Regions from separate parts of the Mus musculus genome. Here region 2 is linked to region 1. Evidence: chromatin contacts called from public promoter capture Hi-C data. All regions are on one chromosome and are shown on one strand. Each heading gives the region's core, a stretch centred on a gene start, on an enhancer-like site or on the middle of the called end of the contact. The rest is flanking DNA. Distances are from core to core; before and after follow the strand shown. Region 1 overlaps Fancc (Fanconi anemia, complementation group C). Region 2 overlaps Aopep (aminopeptidase O).

The links. Capture Hi-C pulls out chosen DNA fragments and counts their contacts.
Region 2: a contact with region 1 is called in a promoter capture Hi-C map of liver. The contact joins two enhancer-like sites. A contact is called at or near these places in 6 of 39 promoter capture datasets (the C10 cell line, the HPC-7 cell line, cranial neural crest and 3 more), 1 of 15 datasets of contacts at CTCF or cohesin (embryonic stem cells), 16 of 484 Hi-C or Micro-C datasets (3T3-L1-derived adipocytes, CD8 central memory T cells, the F1.1 cell line and 8 more), 6 of 115 datasets of contacts at active chromatin or transcription factors (the NIH/3T3 cell line, T-cell acute lymphoblastic leukemia, astrocytes and 3 more) and 4 of 9 other capture datasets (adipose tissue, embryonic stem cells, liver and 1 more).

What each region holds. Positions count from the first base shown.
Region 1 is chr13:63,330,161-63,333,018 of GRCm38.p6, forward strand. Fancc (Fanconi anemia, complementation group C) reads right to left here. Exons shown (of 15, transcript NM_007985.3): 9 at 1,681-1,733; 10 at 361-460. Among named protein-coding and RNA genes, the nearest start is that of Mir3074-1, 30 kb to the left of the region's middle. Within about 2 kb of position 1,426, at least 55 of the 459 cell types and tissues checked have an H3K27ac peak or open chromatin away from gene starts, as enhancers often do. A contact at or near this core is called in adipose tissue, cortical neurons, liver and 1 more, where this site is marked.
Region 2 is chr13:63,153,593-63,156,450 of GRCm38.p6, forward strand. All of the region lies in intron 5 of Aopep (aminopeptidase O), which reads left to right. Among named protein-coding and RNA genes, the nearest start is that of Gm30409, 23 kb to the left of the region's middle. Within about 2 kb of position 1,354, at least 117 of the 459 cell types and tissues checked have an H3K27ac peak or open chromatin away from gene starts, as enhancers often do. A contact at or near this core is called in adipose tissue, cortical neurons, liver and 1 more, where this site is marked.

The DNA of each region.
Region 1 (2,858 bases), core at 176-2,675:
TCTCCCCCTAGAGAGCTGGCCAATGTGAAGCCACACTCAGGCACAGCAGTGGGCAGATGGTTCTAGGAACAGGGCATGGGGAAGAAAGACAAACTCCTAAGTTATTTTTAGTGAAAATGTTTCATCTCCACAGGAGTGGTCTTTTGGAAGCTTTCTTTGTGAACAAGACTCCACTAACATTTCTGAAAACAAGGCTGGGAGCGTAGCCAGTGTCAGAGCATGCGCCTAACACGTGTGAGGCTGTGGGTGGTCTCCAACACCAGAAAAATAAAGATCCTTTCAGCTCGTTACCAAATGCCTGTAGCAGCAGTAGCCGGCTTCACTCTGAAGTGACTAAGCAGCATCCCCCGGGTGAGGTACCTGCTTGTTTTCTTTTTTCAGAGCTTCTACCAAGCACGATGTGAAAACCTGAAGAGCAGCTAGTACTTCTGGGGCTCCGTCAGTTTCCAGCAGCACAAACCTGAACAAAGCAAAGGGAGGTGACAGCACCCTGCTGCTCCACACACAATGCAAGCCCATTAGTTCATCAGACTGCAGCTCCTGAGTGAAGGCAGGAGGGAGCAGCCACCCTTCCAGCCTCTCTCATATGGCCTTCCCATGGGTACTTCGGTGTTCACAAACCAGACAGTGCTAGCAACAAGTGTTCTGCTTTTACCAGTGAGGACAGAGCTGCCTGGAGAGTGGAGATTCCAACACACACAGTCAGAATCACCAGAGTGGGGCTGTGGAATTAGATGTCCTTGGTTTAGTTTCCGTGCCCTTTTACACAACTAACTTTTCTTTTTGTTTAAAGAAAGAAATCTCAAACTTGATTATCCCGAAACAAAAACAATAACATGTCTTCTTATACCTGTGGCCATTTAAGTTAAGAGTTGGTATGTTTCAAGAGCAACACAAATGGTAAGGTATTGGTTGTAAAAATTCCTTTCCTGTGTTGGGGCTTGATGGCGCTTGCCTTTAATCCCAGCATTCAGGAGGCAGAGGCAGAGGCAGGTGGGTCTCTGAGTTTAAGGCCACAAACAAACAAACAAACACTCCTTTTCTAGGTCTGGAGAAATGGCTCAGTGGTTAAGAGCACTTGCTGGTTTTTCAGACCACTTGAATTCCATTGCCAGCATCCGTATCAGGCAGCTCACAACCTTCCGTAACTAGCTCCTGGGTCCAACACCTCTGACCTTAGTGTATCTATAGGAATCCATAGGTGCCAACTCTCATGACTTCGGAGCAGAGCCAACTGGTGTGTTACACACTTCTTGTTACTGGTCCTTTAAACAAAGCACAAGTTCCTAGGACCTAGTCTTTCAAATAAAAACACCATTCTGCTGAAATGTGGCGTTTCCTCTGTCTTTCAGAGAGTTCTTTCTGTTCAAAATAGTTTTGTGCCTTTTGGCTTTCTTTAGGTCTGTGACAAAGCCCAGCCAGCCCTCATGTGGTGAAGGGCTGTACTGCATCTTTACTTGGAGCTGGGACAAACGCTGCATGGATATTTCAGTACCCAAATGAATCCCACTTCTCTACCTCATTTGAGTATAAACAGGTTAAAGAATGCCACCACACTCCGGAGGCTGTCTTTTCAATGCACAGCAACTTCTGAGTTTTCACCCCTAACTACCAAGAGCGCAAACCTCTACGTTCCCACACCAGCCAGAGACCAACTGTTCCCAAAGACAGTATATTTACCTGAACATTTCATCAACAATTCTGAAGATGGCAGGTTGGCAGGCTGCTTGAGGCTATAAAAAGAAAAGACCATGAAACAGAGAAATACAAGAGGAACCTATCAATAACAACTTTGGATTATTAGGCAAACGAGAAGTTTGGGGCTGCTCCAGAAAAGTGACACATTCCATTAGGTTAAGAAAAGAAAAAGTACTTGGTACCCAGAAAAACCCATAAAATGCCAGCAGTGGTTCTCTCTGAGCATGGGCTGTGGGCAAACTTTATTTACTTATTTTGTATTCCTGTTATATACCACATTTTCTATAGTAAGCCTGTATGTAAGAATAAGTTTCATGAGTGGTTAAGAAGCACTTTATGACAACAGGACTCAGGCCCTACTCAGCAGCACACTCCACCTGCTGACCTTCACCATCCACCTCCCCACCATCCTCGTCCCATAGTTGGTAATGAGCACCTAAGAATCAGGTGGCCACCACTATTGGGTACAGTTAGCAGTTAATGGAAAGTACAGCCACGTGACACCCGGTGAAAGCTCCCCAATCTTTTCTAGAATACCCTGTCAGTAGGATTTAATGGTTTCAGTCTATAGAAACTGGCTTCCTGAGGCCTAGGAAGAGCCTGCTTACTTATATTTTTAGTCAGAGCTTAAAACTTGAGTTTATGATAGATTTTTTTAAAAAGCCTATTTGTATTATAAAACATTTCACAATGGCATCCAGAGATAAGTAGGCCAGGCTCCAATAAAGGGAATTTCTGGAGTAATTTTGTGTTTGCTATGACTAGCTTTGGGAAACATTTTTTTTCTAGCCACCTTGGATCCTGTGCATCACTTTTCTGACTTTTCTGAACCACCCTGAAGAAAGTTGAGTGTTTCTTTGGCTTTCCCACTTAATAGTTAATTCTGCCATGGCAGCTTAACTTGCAACATGGAGTATGTGCCATCTAGTGGCCATACATGACCATTACAGGCTGCCACACAAATGATGGGAGGCTGTCCTTTTCATCAAAGACATTTATGATTTGCACGCTAATGCTTTCTCCTTTTCAAATAAAGCAACCCATGATCTCTAACCCTTTGTCAACGTACATCTTTCTCCAAATGAAGCAAACCTAAAATCCTCATAAACTTGTTACCTACTTAAGAAATTAACAACAGAAGAATGGCAGGTTATTTCATG
Region 2 (2,858 bases), core at 104-2,603, 180 kb before region 1:
TGCTGGAGGCATGTTTTAAATTAATGGACACAACACTCTAATCTGGCTGGGTGGGTCGCATTAAGGAGCAGTAGAGGGACAGTTTTCAGGCTGGGCGTGATACAAGCTTCAGGCATCTAGTACACTTGTCCTCTGCAGAGGAGTGGCCAGCCTCCACCATGCTGGGAAAGTGAGGAGCATAGATCTGCTGAGGCTCTCAGCAGCCCAGGCCTGCCTATTTCACACACACACACACACACACACACACACACACACACACACACACACACACACCTATAGCACAGAGCATGTGGCAGAGAATTCAAGAGAGGGGCTGTTACTTTGAGATTTAAAATGGCAATCCTGCATAACTCTCATCTGGAAAAACAATACATTCAATGACTTATGGTTTAAGAAAGCAAAACAATAACAACAAAATCTTTGCTCTTAGTGTGAAGATGTTAGCAATGTGATTATCTTCCTTGAGGTAGGTGATCCCTCTTCCAGGGCATAAGAATTCCAGGGGTTTTGACAGAAGGGAAGCCTGAGCCGATTGCTTGGGTCTGAGAATACAGGATTGGACTGTGCACCTGTGAGTGGGCCTTGCATACCAAACCAAGGTCATGGTAGCCTAGACATTCTAAAAGCTCTCTGTTGTGGGGTGCTGTCTATGCTAAGGGACCTACTAGCAAAGGGACATTGACTGTTGATCCTCAAAGTGGACTGAGGTGTGTTGTTTTCTTTACTAGCTACTGAGGAAAACGATGCTTTAAAACGTCTATGTACCTTGAGTAAGTGATTCTGACATTCAGAGTCAGAAAGAGGGAAGGAAAGTTGTCGTTATCCCTTATGTCCCAAGTTTGCTTAACACCCTTGAGGGTAGTCACTGAAAGCTTGAAAGCAGGGTCGGTCCCACATGGACATTGGCTACCGGGAGAGCTCTGAGTGATAACAGAGTTATTGTATCATGTGTGACAACCTATCTTCACACTTCCTTCTTCCCCACAGAACAGTAGGAAATTGGTTACTGTTGACTGGGAAGAAAGGGCTGAGGGTAGGAAATGGGAACTTTAGACAGATCTCTATAGATCTGTCCTTAGTACATCCCAGAGGCACCCCCAGTTCAGGAAGGTGAGGAGAGAAGTCTGGTGGAGATGACTGTTCATGGGAAACAAACTGGAAGATGGAAAATGAAGCTCACTCCCCACCAGCCACTCATGTGAATTCTTCCATCTCTTCTGGAATAGTCATTCACATGGGCCCCCATTGGAACAAAGCAGTGGACCCCAGTCAGGGGCAGTCCCTCTACAAGTCCACACATCCCCTTTTGAACCTTCCTGGCTTGAGACAGAGTCAGCTGTCTGATCTCTGCCCACATGGCCATGGCTGTCACAGTGGCCACTGGACCCTTTCCAGAGATGAGCCTGCTCATACAGTCTGAAGTTACTCTGTTTTGTTTTAGCTAACGGGTGCACTGCTGCCAGCAGTATGTCTGGAATGTTATTTACTTGTGCATTTCTGTGGCTTTTCGTGTAGCATCACACTTGGTGGAGCCAGGGGTCATTCATTTGAGAATGCCAGGCTGTGCCACTTTTGTCTTTCTTGGTAAGGTAAAGGGGAGGCTGGCTCCTGTGCTGGGAGGTTCCCTCCCTCCCTGCCTGCCTTCTTACATTTTTGTCTGAGCTGGTAATCTGTTTGACTCTTGGTGCCTGTTGTACCGCACCCCTTTTTCCTCAGTGCCTCAACTCTGCTTTTAATATGTGGGGTTTCTGTGGGCTTTCCGGAAAGCCTGGCAGATGCTTTTTCATTTGCGTGCCTGCCCTGTTATTACTTCACATGAAAGCTGTCTATTTTGGCAGTCCTGACTCCTGCGATTGCAATTTAGCTCTCTGAGCTGAATGGGTGATATTGTGCAAGGGAAATATAGGTGGGGGTTTTCTCTAATGGGGGCTGTGGGGGCGGACCAAAAATCTGCATGCTGCTGTCTTGGCTTGTGCAGAGCTGACATGATGGCAAACAAATAGGTTTTGAAAGAAGGAGCTCAATCCTTAGTTTGGGAGTTCTCACAACTCGCTTGCTTTAATTGATAGATTTGTTTTTAAAGAACAAATTCTTCATTAGGAAGGACATAAACAAGTTCTAGATAAATGCTAAAGGCTGAAGGTGGAAGCAAAGCGAAGATCCTGTCTGTCTGTCTGTCCTTTCTGACAGCCGCTTCCTCCCACATCATCTCTGCAGTTTTAATCATGGTATTTGGAGTCACAGAAGAAACTATGGAAACTGAGATTAGATGAGTTGGTATCTGGTGCCAACCCTTAGGCCATTTGCACCCCTGGGACGGATAGTGTCCACCTTTCACTCTCGGGGTCCCTGGTCACATGCGTCTGTAAGGGCTTGCAGCTTACATGGAGAGTTTTTGTTTACAGGCACAGGGCTCTTCTCCGGGCTACCCCAGAGTCTCCCCTTTGAGTGTTAACTCCACAGTCAGCTCTAGTGTGAAATGGAAGATTTGGGGTTCTATTCTTTTCAGCTTTTCCTGGCCTTCCAAGTGAATTCCTGATTTGCCTGTGAGCTACTAGAATTTTTGGCTGAACAACTTCTTTGATCATTCTCGTGACAGCATGGACTTTGCATTCTCACACCTGTTCTTCTTTTACAGTCCAGATTTCATAGTAAACGTTTCCATTGCCTTGTAATTTTTTCAGTATAAAACTTAGTACAGGTTACTTATTACAGGTAATAGCAGCTTGATGACGAAGACAACTGCTGGCAGAAACAGCAACCTGAGCAGCTGCCAGAAACGTAAACTGCCACTTGGTTTAGGTTTAAAAGCATCGCAGCCGCATCTATCCATCATGATCCGGCATGCACACAGTAAT